Regions from separate parts of the Mus musculus genome. Here all the other regions are linked to region 1. The links are chromatin contacts, called in public HiChIP or PLAC-seq, Micro-C and promoter capture Hi-C maps. All regions are on one chromosome and are shown on one strand. The core of a region is the stretch at or near the end of the contact, and the rest is flanking DNA. Distances in the headings are between cores, read along the strand shown.

The links. Promoter capture Hi-C pulls out the DNA fragments that hold promoters and counts their contacts. A called contact is a pair of places that touch in the nucleus more often than the background predicts. HiChIP or PLAC-seq counts read pairs in DNA pulled down with a chosen protein or histone mark.
Region 2: a contact with region 1 is called in a promoter capture Hi-C map of pre-B cells, with 2.7 times the contacts expected there. The contact joins the promoter of 4921531C22Rik here to the promoter of Gmeb2 in region 1.
Region 3: a promoter capture Hi-C map of pre-B cells shows a contact between it and region 1, with 3 times the contacts expected there. The contact joins the promoter of Lsm14b here to the promoter of Gmeb2 in region 1. A contact is called at or near these places in 2 of 39 promoter capture datasets (embryonic stem cells and pre-B cells) and 1 of 9 other capture datasets (adipose tissue).
Region 4: a contact with region 1 is called in a Micro-C map of embryonic stem cells, with 3 times the contacts expected there. The contact joins the promoter of Osbpl2 here to the promoter of Gmeb2 in region 1. A contact is called at or near these places in 1 of 484 Hi-C or Micro-C datasets (embryonic stem cells) and 2 of 9 other capture datasets (adipose tissue and liver).
Region 5: a contact with region 1 is called in a FOXA1 HiChIP or PLAC-seq map of pancreatic cancer cells. The contact joins the promoter of Adrm1 here to the promoter of Gmeb2 in region 1. A contact is called at or near these places in 2 of 39 promoter capture datasets (cranial neural crest and pre-B cells) and 1 of 115 datasets of contacts at active chromatin or transcription factors (pancreatic cancer cells).
Region 6: a promoter capture Hi-C map of liver shows a contact between it and region 1, with 4 times the contacts expected there. The contact joins the promoter of Rps21 here to the promoter of Gmeb2 in region 1. A contact is called at or near these places in 2 of 39 promoter capture datasets (liver and pre-B cells), 1 of 484 Hi-C or Micro-C datasets (B cells) and 1 of 115 datasets of contacts at active chromatin or transcription factors (astrocytes).
Region 7: a promoter capture Hi-C map of pre-B cells shows a contact between it and region 1, with 2.1 times the contacts expected there. The contact joins the promoter of Cables2 here to the promoter of Gmeb2 in region 1. A contact is called at or near these places in 4 of 39 promoter capture datasets (the 3T3-L1 cell line, cranial neural crest, fetal liver and 1 more) and 1 of 115 datasets of contacts at active chromatin or transcription factors (large pre-B cells).

What each region holds. Positions count from the first base shown.
Region 1 is chr2:181,285,956-181,290,048 of GRCm38.p6, reverse strand. Gmeb2 (glucocorticoid modulatory element binding protein 2) reads left to right here and starts at 2,083. Exons shown (of 10, transcript NM_198169.2): 1 at 2,083-2,165.
Region 2 is chr2:179,974,771-179,978,863 of GRCm38.p6, reverse strand. 4921531C22Rik (RIKEN cDNA 4921531C22 gene) reads right to left here and starts at 2,011. Exons shown (of 2, transcript NR_033782.1): 1 at 1,672-2,011; 2 at 1-1,415. Taf4 (TATA-box binding protein associated factor 4) reads left to right here and starts at 2,218. Exons shown (of 15, transcript NM_001081092.1): 1 at 2,218-3,451. The coding sequence starts at 2,218.
Region 3 is chr2:180,022,818-180,026,910 of GRCm38.p6, reverse strand. It overlaps Lsm14b (LSM family member 14B), which reads right to left and starts at 1,924. Exons shown (of 10, transcript NM_001372364.1): 1 at 1,599-1,924; 2 at 113-276. The coding sequence starts at 1,725.
Region 4 is chr2:180,117,069-180,121,161 of GRCm38.p6, reverse strand. It overlaps Osbpl2 (oxysterol binding protein-like 2), which reads right to left and starts at 1,856. Exons shown (of 14, transcript NM_144500.4): 1 at 1,693-1,856.
Region 5 is chr2:180,169,698-180,173,790 of GRCm38.p6, reverse strand. It overlaps Adrm1 (adhesion regulating molecule 1), which reads right to left and starts at 2,203. Exons shown (of 10, transcript NM_019822.3): 1 at 2,103-2,203; 2 at 1,544-1,757; 3 at 819-935. The coding sequence starts at 1,756. It overlaps Gm29886 (a long non-coding RNA gene), which reads left to right and starts at 2,541. Exons shown (of 4, transcript XR_867152.3): 1 at 2,541-2,625; 2 at 3,008-3,283.
Region 6 is chr2:180,255,140-180,259,232 of GRCm38.p6, reverse strand. It overlaps Rps21 (ribosomal protein S21), which reads right to left and starts at 1,854. Exons shown (of 6, transcript NM_025587.2): 1 at 1,786-1,854; 2 at 1,550-1,612; 3 at 1,382-1,445; 4 at 1,176-1,247; 5 at 948-1,003; 6 at 789-855. The coding sequence starts at 1,599. The coding sequence ends at 846. Cables2 (CDK5 and Abl enzyme substrate 2) reads left to right here. Exons shown (of 10, transcript NM_145851.2): 10 at 1-694. Mir3091 (microRNA 3091) reads right to left here and starts at 1,697; the gene lies at 1,622-1,697.
Region 7 is chr2:180,271,776-180,275,868 of GRCm38.p6, reverse strand. Cables2 (CDK5 and Abl enzyme substrate 2) reads left to right here and starts at 2,404. Exons shown (of 10, transcript NM_145851.2): 1 at 2,404-2,769. The coding sequence starts at 2,414. It also overlaps a transcript of Rbbp8nl not described here.

The DNA of each region.
Region 1 (4,093 bases), core at 834-3,333:
TTAATCAGAACTCCATAGTAGGGTGGAACTATCCTGTCTCCCCTTTATTTATGACATATTTGAGCCTACACAGTCTCCTGTTCTGTGGGCATAAAGCAGCACCATTATCATGAGTTGGTGCTCACATGGCCCGTGCTCCAACAGGTGACGGGGTTTTTGAGCTACTCTTACACCCTGTGAAGGTGGATCTGTTTTGGGAGTACTTTCTCGATTGTTGGGGAATTAGATTACTGAGGCTGTTGTAACAAAAATAACCACCTAGTAGGTGTCTTATAAATAATCCAGATTACCACTCACAGTTCTGAAGGCTGGCAATCCAAGGTCATGGCATGTTCAGTACACAGAGAGGACTGCTTCCTACCTCAGACATAGCACCGTGCCTGTCACCTCCTAGATCCCCTGCTTTCTGCTACTATCTCCTTAGGCAGTGGGAACTCACTCACTTAGGGGTGGCGGGCACACAGCAATACCAGCTGATGACACCACCTATTCCTTCCACAGATACGGCTCTGCACTGATGAGGGTTGCCTACAGTAGAACTAATCTCAGGCACTGGCAATCAGAATCTGTAATTCTGAGCAGGCTGGGGAAGCTGATTTTTTACATCTGCTAGACTCAAGCTGGGAGAGCTTATGCATGCCTCCAACGATGGTGGTGGTCTTCTACATTCTTCAGCTTCCCTGAACAAATGCTCAGACTGGCCACCAGCTCTTCTCTAGCCAGACCATTTGATCTCATTAGCATTTATTTTTGCAATGACAAACTCACATAACCAAAACAAACAGCAATGACAAAGACTTCCTCATCTCCTTCAGAGTGAAAGTGCAAGTCTCTTATTTACAGTGTTAATTACGTGAAAATGTTGCTTGTTAGTTTCCCATTCTAGCTGCCACCCTGTTAACAGTGAACTCTTGTTCCCGTCCAAGCAGACATCCATTTCTACTCTAAGGATTCTAAGATGGGCAGAGCAGGGATCCTGAAGCCCTTAATTCTAGTGATCACATTCTGAGAGCTGGCTTGGCACTTAGAATTGGCTGTCTTCAGCTGCTTGAAAGCAAGGGGTGGTGGGGAAGGTAAGGGTTTTACTGCCAAGACTACAATGTCTAACAGGGTGCCCAGGCTCCACCAGGGCCAAGATAAACAAGTCTCATTTTGACAGGACCTGATGTTACCTTTGAACCACACAAGAACTGCTTGTCTTTGGCTTTCAACTGTAAGGAACTTAATAAATGTTGGTTACCTTAAATACGCGACCTTCCCTACAAGTTAGAAAAATAAAAGAAATTCTTCGGGCACCCAAGGCCCTCCATGAGACTTTTATGGCTCCAAGATACTTAAGACACTTAACTTTTTGTCTTATTTATTTATTTATTTTCAGAGCTGAGGTCCAAACCCAGGGCCTTGTGCTTGCCAGGCAAGCGCTCTACCACTGAGCTAAATCCCCAACCCCGACACTTAACTTTTAAATTTCATTTAAAACTTTAAATAATGGGCCGGGCATGGTGATACACACTTTAATCTCAGAACTCGGGGCTCTTTGAGTTCCAAGTCAGTCTGATCTACATAGCGAGTCCGTTTAAAAAAAAAAAAGTTTAAATCATGTTGGACTACCCGCTGCAATGTCAGTTGGTCAACTTCGTGAAAACACCGCTCCGCACTGAGTAGTTTGAAAAAGCAAATTCGCAATGCCTTCAATTTTAAAAAAAAGAAACACGATTCTGTCAGAAATGGTTAAGAACGTCCGCACATGAGTTTTAGGACAGTGTCACTGCAAGGCCGAGGCTGGGTTGCAAAGCACACACCTGGGATACTCGGTTCCCTAGTGGAGCCCAAACGCCAGGACTACAAACCTCGGCCTGAACCACAGAACACCTAATTGGGCAGGCACGCAGACCACACGCGCAGGCGCACAAGAGTCCTACGGGGGCAGTATCTCACCACACTGTTCGCTTCCGCGCTGGGCGCCAAATAAGTCTCCAGGCCCGCCCGGCCCGTGCGTGCGCGGCCTCGGTGTTGCGTCACTAGGAAGCGCGCGCCCGAGCCGCCGCCGCCGCCGCCGCCGCCGCCGAATCCCCAACAAGGAGCGAAGGCTGCGGCCGCCACCGCCACCACCCGCCGCCGCACCCGTCACAGCCGGGCGCCGGAGCAGGCCCGTGTGGGCCCAGGTAAGCGGCATCGGCGCGCCCGCGCACCCCCGCGGCGAGGCTTCTCGCGCCGCTCACGCGCCGCCGTCCAGTCAGGGGTCCCTGCGGAGCGTCAGGACGTTACGGCGGGGGGAGGGGAGGCCGGGGGAGGGGCGGCGGGCGCGCGAGGGCGGCGGCGGCGTCAGGCGCGGCGGCGTCAGGCTGGCGGGCGGGCGCGGGCGCCTGGCGGGAGGGCTCGCGAAGGCGGCTCGCTTCCGGCCTCCATCTTGGCCTCGCCAGAGGCAGGGTCGGGTCGTCCGTGAAAGCCGAGGCGGAAGGGGCTGGAGGAGTGGGGAGCGGTTAGGCGGGAGTGGTGGTGTTTGGGACCCATCGGTGGGCACCAGATGGGTCGGGTTCCTGAGGGCGGGTGGAAAGATTGGGAACGACTCATGGGTGGGACCCGTATTGCTGAACCCCTGGCTTGGAACTGAATCTAGAGGCCAGGATCATCAGGATAGGTACTTGATATCAGTGGAACCATGTCAGGGTGGACCTGTCAGATGGGAACCACGTTGATGGGGACCCATTTGTAGAACTGTGTGGTTGGAGGGAATTATTTTGAGTGGATAATCTTATTGCTGGGAACCGAATCGGTTGGCCCAGTTTTAGTCACGATTGGTGACATTTTTAGGTATTTAGTTGGTTACTTCACTGCTGAGCCAATGTTCTCTGTCTTGAAAACATTTCAAACCCAACAGTTTCAAATTATCATTCTTAATAAGTTAAAATTAAATCGATAATATGACTACCTGTCTAGTTTGTTTCTTCATAGGAAATATGGAAAGCTTTCTGGGAAGACATCCTGGAGTACACATACATACATACCATTTGGATATAAAATGGAGAGTGCCAAGAACAAACATGTCAGTGTATGTGCGTATGTGACTGAGAAAAACAAACCTAGGCCATAGATTAACCCACTTTGTGACCTACCTGAAAAGATATTTAGGTGTCCCTTCTGTGCCAGGAGACCAACTCATGGAATGGGCCTGCCTTATGGTAAGGTTTACTAGTCCCTACATTTCATCTTCCCTCCTCCCTGCCTTCCTAGACAGTCTTAGTATCTAGACTGAGGCCATAATCCGAGCATGTGGGAAACAGATGCAGATGTTGTTGAAGGTCAGCCTGGTCTACAGAATGAGTTCCAAGACATACAGAATGACAAAAGGAGAGAGGGGAAAAAATATTTAAGACTGACCTGGAACTAACCTAGGACTTTATTTATTTATTTATTTAGAGACAGGGTTTCTCTGTATAGCCCTGGCTGTCCTGGAACTCACTTTGTAGATGAGGCTGTAGATGATGAGAAATCTACCTGCCTCTGGGTAGGACTCATTCTTAATAGCTTGTGATTATTTTGGAAAATGGCCCCTAGTTTCTTCTTGCTTCTTTTTCTTTGTGAAGGTTTCCATGCGATCATCCTTGGTTTTAGTCAGCTTATATTTCTTGGTTTCTTGGGTCTTTGGGTCAGGGTAGTACAGGGATTGGATGTTATTGATGATTAGTAGCCTGGAAGTCAACCTTTACTTTCCTTTGGCCCTTAGGGATCCTCCAGAGACCCAGGTTCCGCCCAGAACCAAGATCATTGATTGGCATATTTACAGGTGGTAATTAACAAGGGGAATCTGAAAAGCTTAGCATTATGCTTTCTAGCAGAAGTTCATAAGAGTAAGAGCTTCCAGTTGTTGAGGTTTGGAGCTAGGTGTGGTGGTGGTGCACATCAGTAATTCCAGCATTCAAAAGGCTGAGGCAGGAGGATATGTGCTGCTTGGTGAATGCTAGTCAGTAACAATTACTGTGATAAAATTAACTTCTGTCTAGGCAGTGGTGGTACACGCCTTTAATCCCAGCACTTGGAAGGTAGAGGCAGACAGATTTCTGAGTTTGAGGCCAGCTTGGTCTACAGAGTG
Region 2 (4,093 bases), core at 762-3,261, 1.3 Mb after region 1:
TACTTTATATTTAATGATTCTTCCTTTTCTCTTTTAATGCTAGTTCAAACTATGAAAGTCATAATGGCCTATGGCAATGTATCAAAGGGAGAGACAATTTAAAGAAAATTTGTTCTTCAGTCTCCAGAGTGACAAAGGTTAAGGCTTTAATAGTGTCTACTGCCCCTTGCATATAGATTTTGAGGAGGGGAGGAGACTTTTTAGCTCCACCCACTTCAGTCTTAAGAGCTCTGCACTTGAAAACAGCTACCTGAAAGATGTGTGGCTCCCACACTGGGCTCTGCAGCAAGGAATGAAGGGACTGGTGGGCACAGACCCTAAACCCTGCACCTGTAACTTAAGTCTTGGTGGCTCAGGGGCTGTGTCATTAGCAGATGCTTAAGAATGGAAGGAGGCTGTGTACCGTGGTACCAAGAGGCCTGTGAGCTCCAGAGCCTGGGCTTTGCTATGGCTCTCATTGTTGTGCTCCCTGTCACCTAATGGCTTCGGGGTACAGGCTACTGTACACCTAACTGGTGGGTCCCATTAACCGGCATCAAGAGGATTAGCAAGAACCTTCTGATCCTTTGGTCCACTTTAAAATCTTCAAACCATTATCAAGAGTAAAGAATTCTGTGACTTGTGGCTGGGGGCTGTGACTAAGTAGTGTCCCACTCACTCAGGATGATGCTCTTGGCCCTGAACGTGTTCTCCTGTGTCAAAAGAAGACTCGTGGGTTTTATTTACAACTGTGAATTTCTGTTCCTTCTAGTGTGTGTCAAGCCTATACTGGCTTCTAGCACCCAACCTGCTTCCTCATTGTCTCTTTCTTTTTACTGGCTTTCCAAATCTGGAGGCTGATGTTCAAGAACAAAATTTCTGTTATTTAAGGATTCCCAAGCACACTTTGCAAGTGAGGGCACTGTGGGGTTTGTTTGTTTGTTTTGTTTTTTGGCTTCAAGGCGCACAGTTCCTTAGGTAGACTATTGCTTAGAGGACAGCTGGGGTAGGGTGGGGTTTGTATAGTAGTTATATAACTCATTTAGTTTAAAAGGCTGGGACAGGATCAGCACACAGGCTGAGAGTTTATACTCTGCTTTTGAGAGAATAGTTCTCACCTCACCTTTTTGATACAGGGCCCCACAAGACCCCCAGGCTGGCCTCCAACTAAATGCATAACAAAGGTTGAACTCCTTTTCCTCCTGCCTTCATCTTCCGAGTGCATGGAGGGTGTGTGTGGGTAGTAAAAGCTGGTGGGAAGAGTCTCTTTCAAGGCACGAAAGGAAAAAAAAAAAATTACAGTGTCAAATTCCTCATTCCCCAGTGCTGGATCTGTGCAGACCGTGGCAAGTCTCTTCAGAGGTGACGATGATTCTAGGAAGGTCAGTTGCGTTGAGGTCCCCAACAAGCTTTGCCATCTGGAATTTGTTTTCGGCCTTTTCAAAAAAAAAAAAAAAAAAAAGGAAAGACGAAATCCATAGCGATGTCCAATAAGACGGCCTTTTGGTTAAGAAAACACCCAGAAAGAAAGGGGAGAAATGGTAACGAAAATGTTCCTACAAAGTGCCAGCAAGCATCAGTTTAGAGGATTTACAACCAACCCCCCCCTCCCCCACGAGAAAAGTAAATAAAGAACAAATCAGCTTCCGGATGTCCAGCTTCGTCCGGGGTGTGCACGGCCCTCGTACTAACCGCTGTAAGTCAGGGGAGCTGACCCGTCGTGTCCGCGGCGTCCTCTGCGCACCTCTCCGCCCCGAAAGCGCCTTCGTGCCAGGACTCCTGCTCCTCTCTGACCGCCGGGGCCCCGGGAGCGCCCGCGCAGCTGTCACCGCCCGCCCTGGCCGCAGCCATTTTGGAAGGGTGCAGACAAAGGGCGAACCCCGCAGCCGGCTGCCGCGACCCACCCGGCGCCTAGAGCCGCCGCTCTCCCGGCCCCGCTGCCATTCCCACCAGCGCTCCAACAGCCGACCAGCACCCAGCGCCTAGCCTGCTCCCCGGCCTCTGGCGCTCGCAGCCATTGGCCGCGTCTTTTAAGAGCCCGCCGCAGCCAATCGGAGGCCACAGGGGCGCGGGCGTGGGCGGTGCGTGTCGGCGCGCCTGCGCAGTGGGCCGCCCCTCCCCCCTCCCTGCGCGCCGCGCCCCCGCCCGCCCCGCGCACCGCCCCCCGCCCCGCTGGAACCTCCTCCTGCCCAGGCGCGCTCGGCCGAGCGGCGGCGGCGGCGGCGGCGAGGAGGAAAGATGGCGGCGGGCTCGGATCTGCTGGACGAGGTCTTCTTCAACAGCGAGGTGGACGAGAAAGTGGTGAGCGATCTGGTGGGCTCGCTCGAGTCGCAGCTGGCGGCCAGCGCGGCCCACCACCACCACCTCGCGCCGCGCACGCCCGAGCTGCGGGCCGCGGCCGCCGGCGCGCTCGGGAACCATGTTGTGAGCGGCAGCCCGGCCGGAGCCGCGGGCGCAGGGCCGGCCGCCTCCGCCGAGGGCGCGCCCGCAGCGGCGCCGGAGCCGCCCCCCGCAGGTAGAGCGCGGCCGGCGGGTGGGGGCCCGCGGCGCCCGGGCTCCAGCTCACCGCGCCGCTTGCTTGTCCCCGCAGGGCCCGCGCCGGCGCCCGCCAAGCTGAGGCCGCTGCCCGAGGCCAGCGCGGGGCCCTGCCCCGCCGCCGCTGCCGCTGCCGCCGCCACCGCCGCCGCCGTCGCGGGGCCGGATCCCGCCGCCGCCGCCCCACCCGCCGGCCCCGGCGCCTCCAAGCCCGGCCCGCCTGGCCCGCCCGGCCCCGGCGCCGCGCAAACTTTGAATGGGAGCGCCGCGCCGCCCACCGCGCCGCACGCCGCACCTGCTGTCAGCCCGGTCAACAACGGGCCCGCGCCGCCGCCCGCCGCCGGCTCTGTCATCCAGGCGGCCCCCGCGCCCGCCGCGCCCTCGCCGCCCGCCGCGCCCGCGCCCGCCGCGCCCCCGCCGCCCGCGCCCCCAGCGCCTGTCGCGCCAGCCCGGCCGCCCGGGCACCCCGCCGCGCCCGCGCCCCCCGTGTCACCCGCTGCCGCTGCCGCCGCCGCCGCCGCTGCCGCCGCCGCGCAGAACGGGGCCGCTCCTGCCCCCGCCGCGGCCTCCGGGGGCGCCGCGGGGTTGGGCCAGCCGGGCGCGGGCGCGCAGGGGGCCAAGGCCGAGGCGCCCAAGCCCGGACCGGGGCCCGGGCCGGGGCCGGCGGCGGCGGCGGCGGCGGCGGGGGTCGCGGGCGGGGGCGCGGCGGGCAGTGTGCTGCTCGGGCCCGCCATGCCGGGCGCGCTGCCGGGGCCTGCGCCCGGGACCCCCGCGGGGCTGGCGAAGGGTGCGGCCGCGGCGACCCCCAGCCTGCCTCGGACGCCGGCGGCCACCACCGGCGCTATCCGGGCCACGCTGACGCCCACCGTGCTGGCCCCGCGCCTGCCGCAGCCGCCGCAGAACCCGACCAACATCCAGAACTTCCAGCTGCCCCCAGGTGAGTGGCAGCGCGCGGCGGGAGGCCGAGGGCGGGTGCACCAGGCTGCCCTGGCGTTCCAGGAAGTTCTGGGCTGCATTCTGGGACCGTGCCCTAGTCGGGTGGCCCGAGAGGCCGAGGGGCGGCCCCTGCCCAGGTGACCTGCCAGTTTTGAGGGCGTCCCAGTCCTGGAGCTCCCAGATCCCTCGGGGAACTCTGCTGTCCCATTCGGATGCTCTGGGCTACCACCGTATAGCCGAGGGGCCCTTCTCTCTCCTTCCTCAGGTGAGGTCAAGAGAGGGCGAACCGACTACTCACGGGCATGCTAATGAAGTCTGTGGAAGGCGGCATGGGCTTTCCTGTTGCCAGGGAAGCCGGTTGGGGACTCCATGCTGGGAGCAGGCGTTTAGTGGTCATCAGTGCCTGAAAGTGGACCCTGGGTGTTTTTTGTTGTTGCCATCCCTGGAGGTCAGTAGGACACTTAGTGCGTAGGGGTCTGCGGATGCAGGAGATCATGGTGATGTGGATTCTGGGACACAGGAGCTGTCTCGGCTCTTGCAGATTCCACACATGTTCTGACTCTGTTGTCCTCGAATTCCTAAGGGTCCCTTGGGTTTGTCGAGTGGCTCCTTTCCTCGCTTGTAGCCTGCTTTTGTTTGAGAG
Region 3 (4,093 bases), core at 675-3,174, 1.3 Mb after region 1:
TCACTAGAGGGCAATTCCTCAAGCTGAATGCTCCAAACAGATGACACCAACTTTCAAGGGGAAACCAGCCTCTCTTGTAAAGGCACAGCCACACAGAAGCGTCGACACTTACCTGAACAATAGCAGGATCCTGAGGGAGTGTATGTTGAGCTTTTGGAGGTTCGCACACAGTAATATCCTTGATATCACTTCCCCGGAAAATGATGTACTCATAAATTTCCTCTCTTGGGGGAGCAGGCCTGTCTGTGGGACGGTCTTCAGTACCAAAGGACCTCACTTAGGGGTTGAGAAAACGACAGTTAACTTGTTGTCCTGGGCCAAGCTTCTGACTACAGAGAGTGCCCTCTGACACAGCACTCTCTTCACAACTAACAGCTACTCGAGCTCGCTGACAATACCTATACAGCACCATGTGGCAAAGACCACAAGGGACAGTAGTTCAGGAATTGACATGAGAATTCCCGTAGAATCCCAAGCTTCACAAAGTTCCCTGATAATCTGTGAAAGCCCTCTGATGGGCAGAGCTCTTTGTAGAACCTCTTTTCTCACATCTGACTTTGCAGATGGACCCTTAGGCCCTCATCACAAGCTGCAGCTGAGGAGATTTTCTGAGGCAAGCACGAAATCTCCCTAGCCCTGGTACAAAGAACAGGCCATGGTTGCTGCAGAAACAAAGGGAACAAATCTCCAAACTCAGACCCCCAACATTAGTTTCTATGTTCATAAGGAAATCCTGGACCCAACGGACCCTCGACAGGATGGATCTAGGAAGGCTAGCACACCTCTCTTTGGCAAGACTCCTGGGCTGAGCTGAATCTGGTGGCAGGCTTTAAGTAGCAAACTCCTATTGTGGACAGGGGCCTACTCTGGGTCTGGTTCTCCAACAGGGGATCTCACGTCAAGTGCAGCATGAAGAGTTCAAGAGAACAAAAAGCCGGAACCCTGAGCCCTTCACTGCAGCACCAGTCTGGGTCTGTGCGCCTCGCTTCAAATAGGAGGTATGGCTAGGGTTTAGGAGAATGGCCCAGGACTGCAGCATGCTGGCTTCAGATTGGCCTCGAACCTCCCATCTGCACCCTCGAGGGTCTAACACGTTAACCCCGGGCGGGCTGCGGCGCTCACGCTTCTGGAGAGCCGAAGGAAACAAGCGCCCCATTTAACGCGGAGAAAGAAGACAAAGAAGCTCTGGGCCCTCACGCTGCCGCGACTAGCGCACCGACTCTGGACTTCTCTCATCAAACCAACCCCTCAAGTGGACAGGGTCGGGAGAGTTCAGAGCAGGACAGCCGCAGTTCAACCGACGCCCTAGCTCGGCGAGAGGCTGCACCGCGACTCGACGGGCGGTGGCTACCAAGGGGTTCCAAGGAGAGCGCGCCGGACCCGGGCCCCCCGCCTCGGCGCGCGTCTCGCCCCGCGAGGGCGTCTCGCAGGTGGGGAGGTCCACGGCTTCAAAGCCGCCCCACCCCCCGACACCGGCAGGATCCTGGTCCGCTCCTCCCACAGCCCCCGCCGAAGCGGGGAACACCATTGTGCGGGCAGGCGCGGGGCGGCGAGCTGTTGGGGCGTCAGTTGGGCGCGCGGCGGCGGCGGGCCGCTACCTTTGGCGAGCGCCACGGTGGAGTTGTCGGTGTCGATGGTGTAGAGGATGCCCTCATAGCGGATCTGCGCCTTGGAGATGAGGCTGATCTTGCTGCCCAGATACGGGGTGCCGGACGAGCCGCTCATGGCGGCGGCCGGGGCGCGCAGGGCGCGGGGGACCAGCGCCGGGCCCCGCCCGCTCCGCTGCCGCGCGGTGGCCTGGCCTCCCACTCCTGCGCAGCTCCGCGCCGCCGCCTCCGAGGCGCCTCCTGCCGCGCCTAGGGGCCTGCGGGCCACGAGCGAACCGGAGAGGGAGCAGAGCGAGGCGCTTAGCCCGAGTCTGAAGGGAGCGGGGGAGGAGCGCCGCCGCAGCCACATCCGGGGCCTCCCGCCACCGCGCGCCGCCCCCGTACGCTCGCAGCCTATTGGCTCCTCGCTGCCGGCTCCCTTTAAATATGGCCGCGCCGCAGGCGGTGGGCGGGGCCGCGCCTGCGCATTTGGAAGCTGCCGGCCGGGGACCTGCCTCTCCGGGTCTTCCCAGCCGGTTCCCGGCGGGCCTCGCTCACCGCTTCGGGGCCTGAGACTGAGCGGGCGGGGCGAAGCGCGCGTGCGCGGGGCAGGCGGGAGGCCACTGTTTGCAAACTCGGGGGCGGGGCGGGGGCTGGACCTGGAAGAGCGCCAGGCTCCTCCCTCCGCGCGTGCCGCTGGCACCCTTCTGGCCCAGGTGTTAATAGGGCGGAGTTGTCAGTCTTCCTTTCTTGTTTGTTGGAGCTGGACCCCGACAGCGCCGGGCCAGGTGCGTCTTCAGTCCCGCTTGCTCCCCGGGGCTAAGGAACCGGCAGGCGGGTGCTGCTCAGTTCTGCAGCGCTCACGGCGGGGGCGACCCTGAAATAGAAAGTGCAGGGGGAGCTCGGGGCAGCCCTGCGCTCCCAAGCCTGATATCCCTAAAATAAGCCCTGACTGTTTTGGGTGACTCCCGCCCGCGTGCGCGCGTCCTCAGACTGCGGCCCAAAGCCCAGCCCGCAGTATAAAATTGGGAGATTTCCCCCTAAATCGCTTCCCATTCTTGCGTTGCTGACTCCGCATCATGCATAGCGGGTAACTTTGTATGTATGAGCGCATGCTAATTTACAGTTAGTCTCCACCATCAGATTAGAGCCCAATATTAGTTACTATGAGAAATTTGGTGGCGATTGGCATTTTATAAACGTGAAATAGAATGAAAGAGGAGATAAGGGAACATCCCATATAGTGAAAACAAGTACTGTTTTGTGAAACAATTTCTCTTAAATGTGAGCCATAAAACGTACTTCTTACTGTAGTGACATCAACTTACCACCACTGCCGGAGGATGCTGGGAATAGTTGTGAACAATTTTAAATTTTAATATTTTCTTATTCGGTGCATGTGCATGTGTGTCCGTGTGTGCATATGTCACAACATGTGTAGAGGCCAGAGGACAGTTAGGAGTTCTCTGCTTCCTGGAAGCATATGGGTCCCGGAAATGGGTATTCAGGGGGTCACACTTAGCAGCAAATGCATTTACCCGCTGAGCCATCTTGCTGAGCCTGTTTTTTGTTTTGTTTTTTTGTTTTTTGTTTTCTTTTAGTTTTAGTTTTAGTTGTGACAGGGGTCTGTCTTACTCTTAGCTCAGGTTGGCGGGGAACTGACTGTGCAGCCCAAACTGGTCTCTAACCTCCTGCCTCAGTCTTCTGATGTGCCAAAATTTTGAGAATGAGCCACCACACTAGACACCCATAGTGGGACGACTTCCCCCAGTTTACAGAAGCAGAAACAAGCATAGTATGTGGGTGAATTGCTGGTGAGCCTGAAGAGTCCTTTGAGATGTTAGTCTGGGCCTCAAACGCCATGCATCTTTTCCACACCACTCCTCCGTGCCCCACACACAACTTTGTGAGACCCACTGAGTCGCCTCCATCACCGAGCAGCAGAGAAGGCAGAAAAGCCTGTTTGATCAACTATAACTCAGCCATATTTCCCACACCAGGGTCTTGACTCAGGAAAACTGAGGCAACCCTGTTGGGAAGAGGTCTTCTGGTCTGGGGCATCCAGGCTGTCACTACAGCATGGCCGTGCACAGTCATTCAGGTTGTACTTGATGGAGGGTTTAGGGGCGGGGGGGGGGGGGGAAGGGGTGAGGACCTGTGAGCACCTCAGTGACCTGGATGCAGAGCCCTCTATGTAGCCCCTACTTTTCAAGGCTTCGTGGGTCGGAGGCGCGTGGGTTGGAGGCGTGTCCTCAGTTAACAGAGGCTGATTCTTCCTGAGTCCTACAACTTGAGATGGAGGAAGGGGGTTCAGCTCCCAGTGGCCTCAAAGTGCCTGCCAGGCTCCTGATCTGCAACTGGGTGGTTCCCTGGGGACACTAGGCACAGTGTAGATGGCCACACAGTGCAGAGGCTAAAAATACACACACTGCCCAGGTCTAGGAATACACGCTCTGCCATTCATTTCTGATGTCCTGCCCAGTACCAGCAATGGAGGGTACTTGCAC
Region 4 (4,093 bases), core at 607-3,106, 1.2 Mb after region 1:
CAGTATGATCTACAAAATCAAGTTTCAGGCCAGCCAGTGTTACACAGTGGAACCCTGTCTCAAAAACAAAACAACAAAAAGAATATGAACTCACCAGGGCTATGATGCATACCTGTAATCCAGAACACGGAGGACCAGAAATTCAAGGTCATGCTCAATTACATTTGAGCCTACCCAGTTACATCAGATCCTCCTCAAAAGTAACAAAATGAGTGTAAAGAACACACAAACTGGTATCCAATACTAAATGATCAGCCCTGGAAGCATATAAGTACAAGTAACATTACACAAACTGAGCAGGTACAACTCATGCATTTAAGGATACATAATACATACACACATATACATATGTAACAATAATCCAAAAAGTAGAGGCCACAGAAGAGAGCAGAGGAACTACTAGGGGATTGGAGGAAATGATGTAATTATATTACAATATCAAAAAGTAAAGCTGGGGATAAAGAGGCTGCTTTCTTATCTCAACGGGCATAAGGCCATGCTCATCCTTACCAACAACAAAAAAAAAAAAAAAAAAAAAAAGAGAGAGAGAAAAAGGAAGTCTGGGTTTCGGTACCTTTGTTACTTAATTTGCTACTAGGTGCTCTGAAGTAAGCTACTTGAGCTCTCTTTTCCTTGGGAATAAAGGTAATGTTAGTGACTGCTGTAAGACTCATGCTTCTAATGATCTAGAGCAAATAATTGCTCAAAATTAGCGTCCCCTGAGATAAGAGTTGTTATTACCAGACAGTACCTGGGGCAAACAGGAAGGTAGATTCTATGGAGGACATGCAGCCACCCATTTCCTCATTGTCACCCTTTAGTTGGCACCATCAGAGGCAATGGGAGGCGACGGACAATGTGTCCACTCAAATGTTCCTGTTTCCTTACTCACATCAGTGAACTAACACTTTGGAGCACCTGTTGCTTGTCAGAGCCCACTGCAGACGACTGACCCATATGTATCTCTTACTGGTACACCAGATGTCACATGCCACAAGCAAGAAGTGAAGGTGGGAGAGATGACAGGTGACAGTTAGCAGGGTCCAGGCTCTCTGCAGAAAGGGTCAGCAGTTCCCCATCCCTGAGGCTCCCACTCAGGAGCTGTCCCATCAACATCTCTGACAATATGGAGCCTAGCCTACACGAAGGCCTCCTCCGAGTGTGTGCAGAGCCCCACAGAACCACTGATCCAGATGTGCAAAGGCCGACCCACAAGAACATAACTCAAAAGCTTGTCCAACTCTCAAGACTGAGGCGCCCCACTCGGCCGCAGCGTCTCGGAGGAGCAAGGGGGACAGAGCGCCGCCGCCGGTGCCTCCGCCTCCACGCGGGGCCCACCAACCGCACTCAGCGCGGACAGCCCTGGCTGCCTCGCTGGTGCAGGTCTGAAGGCGCGCTCCGACTCTGCTGTGGAGACATAGGCCCTCGGACCTGAGGCCACGCGGGCACCAAGTTCCCCGCGCGCCCCGAGGGGATGCGCGGCTCGCCCAGCAAAGGGAGAACGCCGGAGTCCCTCGCGTGCGACCGCGGACCTCGCTGGAGCCCCACGGGGCCCCGTCCCTCCCGCGGTCGTCCACACTCCCGGCGGCCTAGCGCCGCGACTCTCCAGCCCGAGCCCAGCCGCGGCCTAGGTGGCAAATGGGCCTCCCCGAGACCCGTCCCCGCGCGCCCGCCCCGCTGCAGCCCACTCACCCGAACGCGGTCCCCGCGGAGTCGCCGACCCCACGGCCGCCCCGCCCCCGACCGCAGCCGGCAACCCTCTGACACCCAAGCGGAAGTGCGGCCCGCGCCTCTCCGACCTACAGCCCGCCGTGCTGCTCGCCGCTCGCCGCGCCCCGCGCCGTCCGTCAGCCGCCGCCTGGCCAATCAACGCTCGGCCCGCAGGCCGCGCCGGGGGCGGAACCATGCCGATCACGTTCTCCGGACAGCTTCTCCCTCGGCCCTATCATAATCCGGCTCACACGGGGGAGTGGCGGCGCGCCCAGCCAATCACCCCTTGGAGAAGGTGGGTTTATGCAGATACTGGAGCTAGAAGGAAGGGGAGGCAGGAGGAAGGGGAGTGACCTTGGGAGAGGCTAGTTTACAAACAGTGAGTCAGGTGGCTGGGCGTGAACGATCCCAGGCTGGCGCTGGGCTAGACCCACCCTTTGGCTCCCGACCCCGCAGACGCTTCTCACGGTTGCTGGGGTATGAACAAATGGCAAATGTGGCCGCCGGCCTTTGCGCGCCAATCGTGACTTAACATACCCTGGGGCCAGTTTACCCCTCCAGTGGCCTCCCTGGCCGGTTCATCCTGTTTAACACCCTTAGGCGCCCTGTGGTCTGCAGTGGCTCCTGGTTAAACTCAGAATCTCTGGGGACACGCCTGCAGCCTGTTTGGCCTCAGAAAAGCTATCTGACCTCTCTGAACACTCAGTTTTCTCTGTAGCCAGGGTTCCCCAGCCTCCTCATCACATTGGAATGTGGGGTCTGGTTTGAGAAAGGTGAAGTGACATGAATCAAGATGGCTACTGACTTGCATAGGACTTTGCAGGGCACAGGAATTGCAAAGGTATGGGACTTGTGGTCCGATCCTAGCCAGGAGGTTCAGCTCAGTGTCAAACCTGAGGGAAGCAAGTTAGATGTCTCTTGTCTTTCACAAACCTACCCAGAAGCAAGTGAGGTGAGGGCCGCTATAGGTCGTTTGAAAGCAGGAAACCAAGGAGGAACCAAGTCCCCCAGGTCATCCAGGGCCAGCTGCACCTGACATCAGTCCAAGGCTTTCCAGTTACTTGAGTAATTACTTGGGTTTTTTGCTAAGCCAGTCTGAGGCTTTAGCAAAGGGGTTCTAAATGCCCCCCATGAACCTTCTTCAGCACATAATGAAGGATTCTTCTCCAAGGCCACACTTCTTCCTCCAGTAAGGTGGTGCTCACACTCACACACAGGTCCGTGTCGTGTCCCGTCCCCCCCCCCCCCCGCCTCTGTGGCCCACTCTGCAGATACTCAAGTCCTCTGCAAACACGGAGTGGCCCAGCAGACCCTGTCTGCCTCTCTAGCTCCCACCCCAGGGACAGCCTGGCTTTCTGGTGGCCCCTTCTCACTGGCGCAGGAGAGACGTGCTGGGACTGGAAAAGAGCCCCCTGCACGCTCAGCTCCTAAAGAGAGAGACAGAGGGAGGCGGGCCAGGCTTCCGAAACAAAGGCGTTGCCATGGTTACCTCTGAAGAAAGCAACTCCAGCCCGCTGAGGGCTGATGGAAGGGTGCGGCAGCTGGCCCCCCAGCCAGGACAAGGACAGCTAGCCGGTTGCCACGGAGATAGTCAGACTGACCAGGTTCTGCAGTTTTTCTGGGGGCCTGGCCAAGACTAGCTCAGAAACCCACCACCACCCACACCCTTACCTAAATCTCCAAGATCAGCCCCTCTCCAAGAGACAAGCCTCAGAGGGACACAGCTTACCTAACCTGTTTTTGGACTTTGAGCTACAGGGCCCTGCCATCTGGGCAGAATAACCACCCAGGTTGGGCTGGGCATCCCTACTCAAGCTGTGTAGTAGATGGGCTGACCCTGGGGCCGGGGTGGCATTCCAACCACCTGTCTTCCAGCTGTGGCTGAGGAGAGCCTTGAGTTCCTCACTTCCGCTTTTACCTCTAGGTAAAAGGTGAGCTGACAGGTACCTAACACTGCTCCTGGCTCTCTGCCCCCTTTAGGAGCTGCTGCCACCTTTCAGCAGCCTCAGGTGCAGGGCTGGGTGGCTCAGCATCCCTGTCAGTAGGGGAGGGGCTCTCTCCATCTTCGCCGAGTGGCAATGTCCTCTAGGATGGACTAGTAGGGTGTAGAAAGAGGAAGAGTTGGCTCTGCGCCCGGCCATGACAGTGCAGATAGTGATAGTCAAAATGCCCCCAAAGTGTTTCATTATGTCCATGTCCCTTCCAGTTCCCCCATGTCAGCAGCTGACCAGGGAGACGAATGTCATTGCTCCCACTTTACGGATGTCAGACTGGGTCTCAACCCAGTTAATGCCTCCAGAGGGCAAGGCACAGAGACGTCTGATGGACCAGCAGTCTGGCTATGCCCAGACTCCAGACCAGGATCTGCCCTGAGTTTCCTGAA
Region 5 (4,093 bases), core at 954-3,453, 1.1 Mb after region 1:
ACTACAAATGTGACAGCACAGCTCAATAGGACAGCAATGGCAACAGTGAGAAGGCCCCAGAGCCAATGATCACAATGCAAGACTGCAGTGCCTTCACTGTATGGCTCCTGGTGAGCCGTGCAGGGAACGAACTGATCCCCACCACCAGGCAAAGGGGCCACACCCCTTGTCCTCTCTGTGTTCTAGATCCTTGTGCTCAGGTGACCAGAACCCAGGCTGAGAGGAAGCCCCTCCCCTCCTGGTACTTTGCAGACAAATAGCTGCTTGTTGCCCCCTTTCACAGGATGACAATGGTAATGGCTGTGTACCCCACCCTTGAACATACCCCAAGTCTAGCCCTGACTCCAGACTGGACCCACATACCCAAGAGAGAGCCCATGTCCCATACCACAGCAGAACCACATTAACAGTATAAGAAACACAAATATGCCAATGGTCTCCAACAGGTGGCAGACTGTGGAGACTGCATTTGAGGGACACTGCAGATGTGGGTGAGATGCAGGAGCCATGACACTGAAGGGCCTCGCAACACACAGCACAGAAGAGCTTAAGTGGGGGACGTTCAACTGCTGAGAGAACAGAGGGCGTCACCTCTGGGAGCTAAAATTCGTGGCCATGGAGTAATGGAAGACCTGAGGCCCTGGAGCTGTGTGCCTACAGATAAGTCCACGAGCGGGGCTCCGGTGCCTAACCACCAGCTAGCCACCGTGGTAGGAACGCAGCCAGACCAGGCCCTCCAGGTCAGCACCTTCTAATGTGGGGAAAGTAACCCCAAGTGAATCACAAGGAAAGACAGAGTAGACCACTCTCCTGCTTACCTGCATCCAGAAGAAGAGCCGCTTGGACCCTGCCTTAAACTTGAGCACGTAGACCCTCCCACTGGGGCACTGAGGTACCCGCTTGAACTCACAGTCATCAGGAAAGATAATCAAGTCCTGGCGACACAAGGAGGACAGTCAGACGACAGATAGACAGAGGCACACAAGTGTGTACCACCAAGGCTTAGGTCCCTGAATATTTGCTGGACCCCAATAACAGGGTGGAGTCAAGAAGTCTCAGACCCCAGTGAAGACAAACAGAAGAGGGCCCAGACTGGAGGAATAGAAAAAGTGCTCTCTGAGGACCAGACGACTTAACAGAAACATTCTGGAACTGTGTTCCAAGAAGTAAAAGGTCAACCAACTCTGGCTAGCTGCTCCTAAGTGTAACAAAGAACAATGTACTTTGGGAGACAAAGAGCCCCAAGGAAAGCAGCCTCTTCAGAGCGCTAAACTACCCGAGGCTGTGGTGAGGGTCATATCTGCACACTCCTCCACAAGACTGGAAGTTTAAGGCCAGGGCTGAGGCCACCAGCCCACCCTATCACCCTGTCAGCAGGCTGTCTCTGCTAAAACCTTAAGAACCATGGTCACCACGGGGTGCATGGCTTCACAGAGTGACTGGAGCACTCTGCCAACCTTGGGACCCCTACACTAATCTATGGAAGATGAAGCCATATTCCCTGCTCTTGCCCCGCTGGCCTGTTCTGGCTACAGGCACTCACATCCTCCACGGTCCCAGAGGTCCTGTCTTTCCAACAGAAGTGAATAAGGGAGTCGTCCGTCTGCTGGATGTACACGAGACCTTTCCGTTTATCTGGGGTGACCGTAGTTCCTTTTAATGACATTTTTCCTGCCCGGAACTCCACCAAATATTTGGTAGAAGACCCCCGAGAGCCGGGCACCAGGCTTGGGAACAGAGCGCCTGAAGTCGTCATCCTGAAAAAACAGAGCGAGGCCCGTCGTTCCGCGTCGCGTGCTCAATGTCCCACCCATACGCCGGTCGGCCCGCGACTGCCCGGGAGCGGGAGCGCGCCAGGCTGCGCAAGGCCAGGGCTGTGCGCAGGGCCGAGCGCAGCCCCGCGGAGCCCCTGCTCCCGCGACGTCACTGCCCGCCCGTGCGGAGGGAGCCTCGCTGCGTCCGGCCCCGGCGCGTCTGGGGCACCGGCGGCCGGCCCGGACTGACTCGGCCCCCCGGCTGCTGCCGCGTCCCGTCCTCCCGCCGCTCGACCCAGCCTGGAGCCGCGTGCGCCTAAGCCGCCGCTGCCGCCACCGGGCCCCTACCTGGCGGTGCTCACACTCGGCCTAGGGGCACCGTCCGGGCTCGCTCTTCCTCCTCGGCGCCTGCCGGGCCTCGCCGGAAGCCCGTGCTTGGCCCGCCCCGCCGCCGCTCTCGCCGCGGATTGAGTTCCGTCAGCCGCGCGGCCGGCCCCGACCAGGTCCCGATTGGCCCTGGTCACCGTCCATCGCATCCGGCCCGCCTCCGCGCCGGCGGCCTGTTTCCGGCGGAAGCGCGGGCCAGAGCGGCCCCTATTGTTGCTGTGTCATAGGGGAGCGGCGGTGGCCCCTGGCGGCAGCGCTGGGAACAGCGCCCCGGCCTCCACGACTCGCAGAAAGGGCCCCCGCGGGGCGGCGCTGCAGAGGTCGAGACCAGGGTGATGGGCACCGGACCGTACACCAACGTGCTCGTGGGGTTGAGCTGTGACACGTACCCTGGGACGGATGTCCGCTGTTACCCATCTAGTTCTGAATGGACCTGTCTCTCTCCACACCGCAGGGAGACAGCCTGTCTGATTTGCATTATTGGGTGAGCGAGGTGTCAGGGCCCAAGACATAAAATAGTCACATGGTTTAAAAGGTAGGAGGTAGTCTCTTGACACGAGAGCGAGGAAAGTGTCAGCTTCATGTCACTTTGTGCTAATTTGACATACATTATAGGAAAGTACAAGCGGCTGCTCAGGATGGGGGAGTGGAGGTGGGGTGGAGAAGGTAGCATGGGGTTGCTCAATGCTGTAAGAACAAGTTCACAGAGCACCGCGGATGGGTGGGGTCTAAGGGCTGCTTGTAGCTAGTCAGGTAGGGTGCCACCACCTTCCTGTAGGGCAGAGGTGCTCGCAGAATGTAAAGCCCAAGAGTCCTCACAGTTTCTTTTACACACCACTTCCATTTCTTTGCTTCCTCTATGACAGCTTTAAGGCCCCAGGCCCACCCTCCAGCCCTCTCCAGGGCCAAGCAGTGCTGAATTCTCTGGCATGCTCCACAAGTTACCATCTGTGTATATGTGAAACGTGTGCGGTCTTTTTCTGAAACAAAGGTGAAAAGTAGTTTTTCTCACTTACTACTGTCTGACGCCGACACCAACGTGTTCCAGGCCAGCCTGAGCTGGAGGGAGTCCCGCCTCTAAGATGCATTTCTGTCGCCACTGTGGCTCACTCGCTTTAGTTCCTGCTTGGAATTCTGATGCAGTAAGTTCTACATGCTTGCGTCTGTCATCTTTTTGTTGGACTCTGTCCTGTGTAGTTTCCTTTTTTTAAAAGTGTGTGTCACCCATGTGGCAGTCTAAGCACAACATTCAGTAACTTGCTTCTTTACACTCTGGGTTCCTGTGATCAGACTTGGGTTACCAGACTTGCCTGGCAAACAATGTTACCTGTTGAGTCATCTCGCTGGCCCAGTTTCCAGCTTTACTACAAAAACCTTTGAATTTCGTTAGGTGTGGTGGCTCATGCCTGATAATCCCAGCCCTGAAAAGGCTGAGGCAGGAGAACTGCCAAGTGTTCAAGACCAATTTAAAAGATTTAATTGGGACTGGGGAAATGCTTCCGTGGTTAAAAGCACTGGCAGCTCTTGCAGAGGCCCCCAGGTCTGATTTCCAGCACCCATATGGCAGCTCACAACTGTCTGGAACCTCAGTTCCATGAGACCGGATGCCCTCTTCTGGCCTGTGTGAGCACCAGGCACACACACACATTGTATAGACATGCATGTAGGCAAAACACACATAAAATGTTTTAAGTCATTCTTTAAAGATTTAATTAATTTGGGAGCAGTTTGGAAAATAGAGCTGTCACTTCACTGTTATGTTCATAAACTGAAAGTTTATCTTTGCTTGTTGTCATGCTGGCTATCCAACCCAGGGCCGAAACATTCCTGGTTAATTGCTTCACCCCCACCTGGGTGTGGTGGTGCACACCTTTAATTCCAGCACTCGGAGGCAGAGGCAGGCGGATCTCTTGAGTTGGAGGCTAGCCTGATCTACAGAGTGAGTTCTAGGA
Region 6 (4,093 bases), core at 605-3,104, 1.0 Mb after region 1:
TCCTCCACCTCCCCAGGCCTGTTATCCTTCCCTAGAAACTGGTCACCAGCCTGGCAGACGCCAGCCACCGCTTGGTTCCAGTCTCATGTCCCAGAGATGCTCGTCCTCAAGCCTGACACCGACCACCTAGGTCTATCGGATCAGTAACAGCTCAGACAGGAGCTCAAAGGATAGTAAATACGTTTTAGCCTGTCCATGCTTATGCTGGTGTAAGCATGCCACGTTCTCAGAGCATCTTTAGGTGCAATAAGTCGTTCCTGCAAACAGGTTATCTTCAGGGCAGCCCCATCATTTTTTTTTTAAATGAACTTAGATATATATGGCTGACTGATGGGATAAATGTTATTTAAGCTTCTAGATGTAGTAAGGTGTATTCATTTTACCAAGCTGGTCTGCTGTTAGTCCTTCCTAAGCTTCGCTAAGAGCTGCTGGTTTGTGGTATTGAGCACTGTTAAAGCCAACCCTTAAACCAAACACGGGCTAAACAGAGTCCTATAGACTGAGTCCAGAAATCTGAGGTATATCCATGGTGTCCAGCTGGACTGTGACCCAATGCCACAGACCTGGTGCTGCACCCGCAGCGCTCAACAGGACACAGCTGTGTCAGACCTCAGAATGTGGTGTATGTCCAGTAGGTTATGAATGGAAGGTGTTAAAATGTTTTTGTTAAAGTAAAACTGGTTTTTGCAACATACTTCCTTGCTTGTCTCCTTTCAGGTAAGTGTGCGGCCCTTTTCTGGTCACAATAAAAACACCAGCCCTACATAGTAAAAACAGCAAAAGCAGACTTAACTGTCACAGGTACTTAAAACTTTTATTTGTAACAAATTCCCGATTTCTTCTGCTCAAAAGTTCCTAACAAAGGGGAAAAAGTAGTATTAAAAGCTGTATCTCTTGGGAAGTCCCAAGCCACTCAACCCCAATGTGAGATTGTCCCCCACACTTACTTTGAGACAATTCCATCAGCCTTAGCCAATCGGAGAATAGAATCATCTGACTCGCCCTTTAAAATTAAAAATAAATACCTGAGTATCCACACAGAGCTGGCTCCCTGCTTAGCAGGCAGAGCATGCACTATTAAGCCCAAAACCATTCCCACAGGAAGAAAAGGACACCACCATCAGAGCTCAGATGTCACATGAACAGTACAAGGCAGACCAGGTGGTAGAACTCACCATCCTGCGAATGGCCCCGCAGATGCCATAGGTTTTAAACTGGCCATTAAACCGGCCTGTGGTCCTATCAACCTGGGTTAAAAAAAAAAAAAAAGAGGTTGGAAGATTCGACCTCACCCCGATGTTAGTAAACACACCAAGAGCCAGGCTGAGGCCTGAGGGCCTCGTAATTCCTTCCCTCAGGAACCGTCAGGTTCCCAGCTCACCTCGGCCACGTTCATCTGGATGGACGCGTGGTCCTTGGCAGCAATGATGCGGTTGCTTGCGGAGCTGGGTAAAGAGATGCACAGTGCGTTTAATAGGTCGCAAAAGAACAGTGGATGAATGGGAGCGGGGAAAGCGGGCGCGAGAATGACGGGCCCGCAGATGCTCACCATTTCCGCGGCACGTACAGGTCCACAAACTCGCCGGCGTCGTTCTGCATCCTGAGGCCGTCCCTGCAGAGTTACCACGCAGGTCTTGAGACTGGTCAGGCCCGCACTCCGAGTCTGCGGGCCCAACCAGACCCATGGCCCGCAAGCACTCTCGGCCATGTGACCGCGACCTCCCCAACTGCGCCCAGCCCGGCCCAGCCCGGCCCCGCTCGCACACAGCCCGCACCGAGGCCTACCTGCTCACTTGTCCAGCGAGAGCGCAGAAAGGAAGTAGCTCGTGCCTCCGCAGCACTATTGGGCAGGAGGGCGGGTCCTCGGTAAGTGCTTCCGGGTCAGGGTACTCGTATCCACCATACCGGAGGCCTGTTTGTGTGTTTTAACTTCCGCTTCCGGTGCAAAGAAAGCCTGGCTCTTTCCGCACAAAGCACAGGCATCGGTCCCTGTCTCCGCCTCCAGCCAAGACATGCCTTCTTCCTCAGGCCCCGCCTCCATTGCGGAGTCCAGCCCCTCCGTCCTCCGCTGGAGAGGTTGGACTTGGCTTGTCTTCCAGCCGCCCTCGAGGCTAGCTTGTCAGAGGGAGCCCAGCCGCTGCTGGATCCCTGACTCCACCGACCTGAGGCGCCGCCAGAGCCTGGGAGGGGAACGAGCGTGGCGGAGGGAGGCGGGAACGGGAAGACCAATCCTCCGAAGAGGAAACTGAGGTTGGATCAAATGAGCTGGACCGCTGGCTTTCCGCTGCACATTCATTCTCTTCAAGAACCCCCTACTCACCCTGCGTCCTTGCCATCCTGCCCCTCCTCGCCCCAGGCCCTGCCCTACTCCTCTGGCTCCAGCCGCCACCCGGTCCACACGCCTAGGGAAGTGAGTCTGGCCTGAGAGTGCACGCCTTTAATCTCAGCATTCGGGATGCCGAGGCAGGTGGATTATCTATTTGAGGCCACTCTGGACTACACTGAGTTCCCGTCTCGAAAAAGGAAAGTTCCCAGACCACAGTCACCATAATGCTCAGTAAGCCTCTTTGTTTACGAGGTCAGAGAGCAGCCCGGACACAAGACTGCCCACGCTGTTGACGACTCTCCTGAGATTACATTTCTCCGTGAGTGAATCCACTGCTCACTCATCTGTAGAACTTTATGCCTGATATCTCTCTGGGACTGGAGCTGCAGTCTGGAGCTGGGACATACACCCAGTTACATGGTCTTGGGGAGAACCTCCCTGCCATGTGCACACTGACTGGTGATCACCTTCCAAGACTGTCTGTCACGGGGTCTGGTGAAACCGAGGCTACACTTTCCTCCTCACACCTGGAAACCAGTAGTCATGTATGCATTAAGAGTTCCCGCGCAGGGCGTGGTGGCGCACGCCTTTAATCCCAGCACTCGGGAGGCAGAGGCAGGCAGATTTCTGAGTTCCAGGCCAGCCTGGTCTACACAGTGAGCTCCAGGACAGCCAGGGCTACACAGAGAAACCCTGTTTTGAAAAAAATAATAAATTCCCGCGCAGCAGGGGTTATCTTTCAGATTAGGCACAGACACCTTACCCAAGCACCTGTTTTCACAGAGAGCTCCTTTAAATGGGGGTGGGGAAGAGGAGTTAAAGTGGCTGTTTTCTACTTGGTCAGAAAAACACAAGCAAATGACCTTGCAGGTGTAACTTTTAATAAGAGAAAAGGGGGGTTCCATGCTAGACCGGGCTGCACAGTGGTGTATTTTGATTGGATAGGACTTTTAATAGCTGGACTTTGGTAGTCAGCCTCACGAGGAGGAAGTGACCATATAAGGGAGTAGAGTTTGGTGGCTAACTTTAAGAATGGAATCTATCGTGGTTTTTTTTTTTTTTTTTTTTTTTTTTTTTTAAGCAAGGCAAAAGGAATGGGCTAGAAGGGCAAGGCTAGCTGGGCGTGGTGGCGCACGCCTTTAATCCCAGCACTCGGGAGGCAGAGGCAGGCGGACAGCCTGCCTGAGTTCGAGGACAGCCTGGTCTACACAGTGAGTTCCAGGACAGCCAGGGCTATACAGAGAAACCCTGTCTCGAAAAACCAAAAAAGAAAAAGAAAAAAGAAAAGAAGTGAGGATACCAGAGCCTCTGACCTTAGGAAAATCACTGTTCATATCATCCATAAGGCATGTGGACAGGGGTGGTTTTAGTTTTGAGATCTGCAGCTGCTCTGGCTGCATCCGTGCATATTGAATTGAACCCTCAAGGCCTCCTTAGTGGCCACAGATGAAGCAGCCGATGTGCCAGGAAGGAGAGCATGGCCAAAAGGAAGCCCCAGAAATCTTAGTAAACTCCACTCTGCAAATTCAGCACTCCTTGAAAGGGCTGGGACTGGAGTCAAGTAGAAAAGCTTAATGCAAATGATGCTAGGCAGAATGTTCAGAAAGGTCTAGCCTGTGGTAACTGCCAAAAACAATGCCCAGAGCCCACCTAACATGGTAAAAGTAAGATTCGCAAGGATCAAAGAAGTAGTAACTCCACTGCACCTCCAAAATAAATGAAGCAGGAAGGCTGCATGAAGCCCACAACAAGGAAAATTCACATGGC
Region 7 (4,093 bases), core at 1,155-3,654, 1.0 Mb after region 1:
TAGATCCTGATGGTATTGAAGAAACTTAGGGAAATACCTGTGTATGAAGTTTAAGAGCTGCCATTTCCAGGGCAAAAACAGGCACTGTTGGCAAAGCACCAGTCAGGGTCCAGTGTGGGGAAATAAGGGAGAAAGAAGCTGCCTTGGGGAGGTCAAGGAAGGTGGCACCTGAAGCTTAGATTTGGGTTTTGAGGGTTGAATAGAAGTGTGCCAAGCAGGCAAAGTTCCTAGCATGCTCTTATAAGCATCTAAATATGTGCCAAAAGGTCAGGGTGAAAGCCAAGGAGAACTCACTTGACCATAACTGAGTGAGGAAGGCTGGAGCTGGCCAAACCAGGTAGAAGGACTACAGCATAAAAGGGAACTGTGGGTATAATTGTAAGAGCCTGAAACTTCCAGAACTGGAGAAACTGTCACTGGGACTGGGTGAGGCCTGGGCTTAACAGAGTACCATTCTCTACTGAGCACACCTGAGAGGCCCGAAGGACAAAATTCCAAGGGACAGCCAGGTGTGTGTGTGTGTGTGTGTGTGTGTGTGTGTGTGTGTGTGTGTGTTCAATCAGTTACAAGATTCTTCAGCTTTTTCAAATTTGAATAAAACACAAGCTGTATGTTTTATCCACTTTGACCTCCTGGTCAGGTTTGGTCTGTGAGGGAAAAAAACCCACAGTACCACACCCAGGAAGAGGCCAAGTTCCTGTTTAAATGTCCCTCAATCACCTCACAGGTTTGTCTGCCAATATTGGGGTCTAGCTCTAGGGCTATGTCCACACTCATGGTACCCTGCCAGGAGCACACCTCCTTGTCATCCCTGTCAGACAGTGGCTTCTGTTAGCCACGATCAATTACCCATCCCAAAGCAGCTTAGTCATACAGCTAGCACCTCATACTACCAGAGACCAAAACTCAGAAAGGTAAGCAGCCTGAGTGTGAAGGACACCACCCCAGGTCAGCAGACACCATGACCCCCTGACAGAAATTACTCTCTCTGGGAGTGCCCACCACTCAATGGACCAAGCCCTGCGTTCTACTAGACAGGAAAACTGTCCACCTTGTCACTGGTTCCTGGCAGGGTAGCTAGGAAAAGGCAGTGGAGAAGAGGGGGGTCAGAACAGAGTAAGGGTAAGCCTACTTGTTCAGGGATGACAGGGAGATGCCATGGATAGAGGGGGGTGTCTGACAGAATCAGCCTGCCTGAGCCTTAAAAGCAGGGAAGGAACTGGCAGTATGAACTCCTATAGGTAACACTACCGATGGCTTCTCCCAAGGAAAGAAGCCACTTCCCAGGGATCTCTCTCCCTCAACCAACTCCACTCCAGCACCCATTTTAAGCAGCCACAGGACCAGAGCAGGCAGTGACCATAGACCAAAAAGAACATTGGGGAGATTTTCCTTTGTGTTTCTTCAATGATCCATCAAACACTTTAAAGACAAGAAGTCGCCGGGCAGTGGTGACGCATGCCTTTAATCCCAGCACTTGGGAGGTAGAGGCAGGCAGATTTCTGAGTTCGAGGCCAGGCTGGTCTACACTATACAGAGAAACCCTGACTTGAAAAACAAAACAAAAGAAAGATAAGAAGTCCACATAGGTTGGGAGCTGGAAAGAGCAGGTGATGGTAGGGTGAAGACTCTGTACAGGGAAGGGCCGACATACACACACGGTACTGAGCCAGAAGGGTTTGTATACTCGAGTCCTGGACATCCTCCACGAAGGAAACTGAAACTCCAGTATCATGCAGACTCAAGACCACGTCCATGAGGCAACTGAGATGTCAGCTGCCCTCAGACCATAGACGGGTGTCTTCAGCAGTCAGTGAGGAGGCCAGGCGGCACAGCCCGGAAGTTACAGGCTCTGGTGGAACATGGATGGATACCTGCCCAGAAGAACCCCAGGGCTGAGGGAACACCCCGGAGCAAGTGACCACAACAGGCCCGCACCCTGAGTCTGCAGCCCATAATGAACATTCGCTGAAGGGTGCCCTGTACACCGAGTCCTGGACGGGAGAACAGGACACAGGTTCCGTGCACCTACCGACCTTGCCGTGTTTAGCCACGCCAAACCTACAACAGACAGAAGACTCTAGGACTCAGGGGAGCGCCGGGGCAAGCCACATATCGCTAGCCGATCGAAGGGCTCAGAGGAGCCTCATTTGCATGCAGGCGCGCCGCAACCAATGGACAGGGACCGCGGAACTATATTTGCATATGGGCGCGCCGCGGCCAATGGGCGGGAGCGACGGGGTGGTATTTGCATACAGGCGCGCCGCAACCAATAGACAGGAACCGCGGAACTATATTTACATATGGGCGCGCCGCGGCCAATGGGCGGGAGTGACGGGGTGGTATTTGCATGCAAGCGCGCCGCGGCCAATGGGCAGCTGCGCGGCGGCGCGGCGCGGCGGCGCACTCGAGCATGGCCGCGGCTGCGGCGGGAGGAGCCCCGGGTCCGGCCCCCGGCCCCTCCAGGCCCGCGCCGGCCGCCCGGAACCCGCCGGCCGTGCCGCGGAGGCGCGGGGACTCCCGGCGCCGTCAGGCCGCCCTCTTCTTTCTCAACAACATCTCCCTGGACGGACGGCCCCCGAGCCTGGGTCCCGGAGGCGAGAAGCCAGCGCCGCCGCCGCCACCGCCCACCGAGGCCCGCGAGGCGCCCGCGCCGCCGCCCGCTCCACCTGGAGGCCTCCCGGGGCTGCCAGCCAGGCCCGCGCCCCAGGGCCTGCTCAGCCCCACGACGGCGCCCGCCGGCCTTGGCCTGGACGGGCAGCGCCAAAGGTGAGTGGGCTGGACGGGGGCGGCTGCACGCTGGGGTCAGGGTGGTGGCCTAGAGGCCTAACCAGCACTCCGGCTGTGTGACCTATGGCCTTGGCAGCCCGGGGCACCGGTGGTGGTGAGCCAGGTCCCTCCTCCCAGGTTGTGGGGTAGTTGACCTATGGGTTCGGGTAAGCCACAAGCTCGGCAGACCTGGACATGGTTGGGATGAGGTGGGTCCATTCACCCCGCACACAGGTATGGTCACCTGGTACCCATCAACTTAACACTCAGAGGTCTGGGTGAACCGGAATGGTCAGCCCAGGACACAGGGTCAAGATGACCAGCCCAAGATCAAGGTGTCGGGTAATTAGGGAAGAGGGTTCTTCAGCCCATAATGCAGGAGCCAGGGTGGTCCAGGGATCCTTCATTCTGGTACTTGAGGGCCCATCACCGCAGCGTGCAAGAGTCAGAGAGGCTCGCAGTCCCGTCTGTCCTTGACTGGGACTGAGGTGATGTGGCAGCATCAGTCCAGAATACAGGAGATGAGTTTGGGATTAACTGAAGCTGGTCAGCCTCCAGAGGGAAGGGATAGTCCCACTAAAACTGTCAACTTCTGGATATGGGGTCAGCTCTTTACCTTGAAAGTCCCACTAAAGCTGTCAGCTCCTGGATATGGGGTCAGCTCTTTACCTTGAAAGTCCCCTGAATATGGATTTCGGAGTTCCCTTGGTCTAATTGACTCTAGACACATCCCTCCCCTGGCTACCCTACACAGAGACTCACAAACACTTTTTACAGGCTGTGTGCCCAACTCAGCTTGTGGGCCAGGGTCTTACCTACCTGGTCTCATCTCTACTCGGCCTTATACACCTGACCACCTCCCTGCCCTCTGTCCCACACCTGCTGGACTCAGGGTCTGCAACATGTAACTGTTCTGCCTCCCCTGCCTGGATCCTAGGATCCTTCATCCTAGCCCAGGACAGCTCTTATTCCTCACTACTCCCCCATTCCCTGGCTATGCTTACTTCCCAGATGGCCGTAGCTACCAGCACCATGTGGGTCTCAGCCTGCTCAGCTCCCTCTTGCATTCTCAGCCTTCACCTAACGAGTGACAGCGGGAGCTAAGTCTGGACACTGAGGTCCCTTCTGGGCAGGCCCCACTGCTATATATCCGAGCTCCTGCCAGGTGGCTGGCTCCCAGGTGTGGGAAGCCCTAGGCAGGTCTGTGATGGGAAAAGCTGTCTGACTTCTGACCCTGCATCACATATCTGTGGCCAAAGGACCTCAACTTTCTGTGGCTACCACCTCAGCCTACAGGTAGGGCCAGGTCATGCTTCTCCACAGG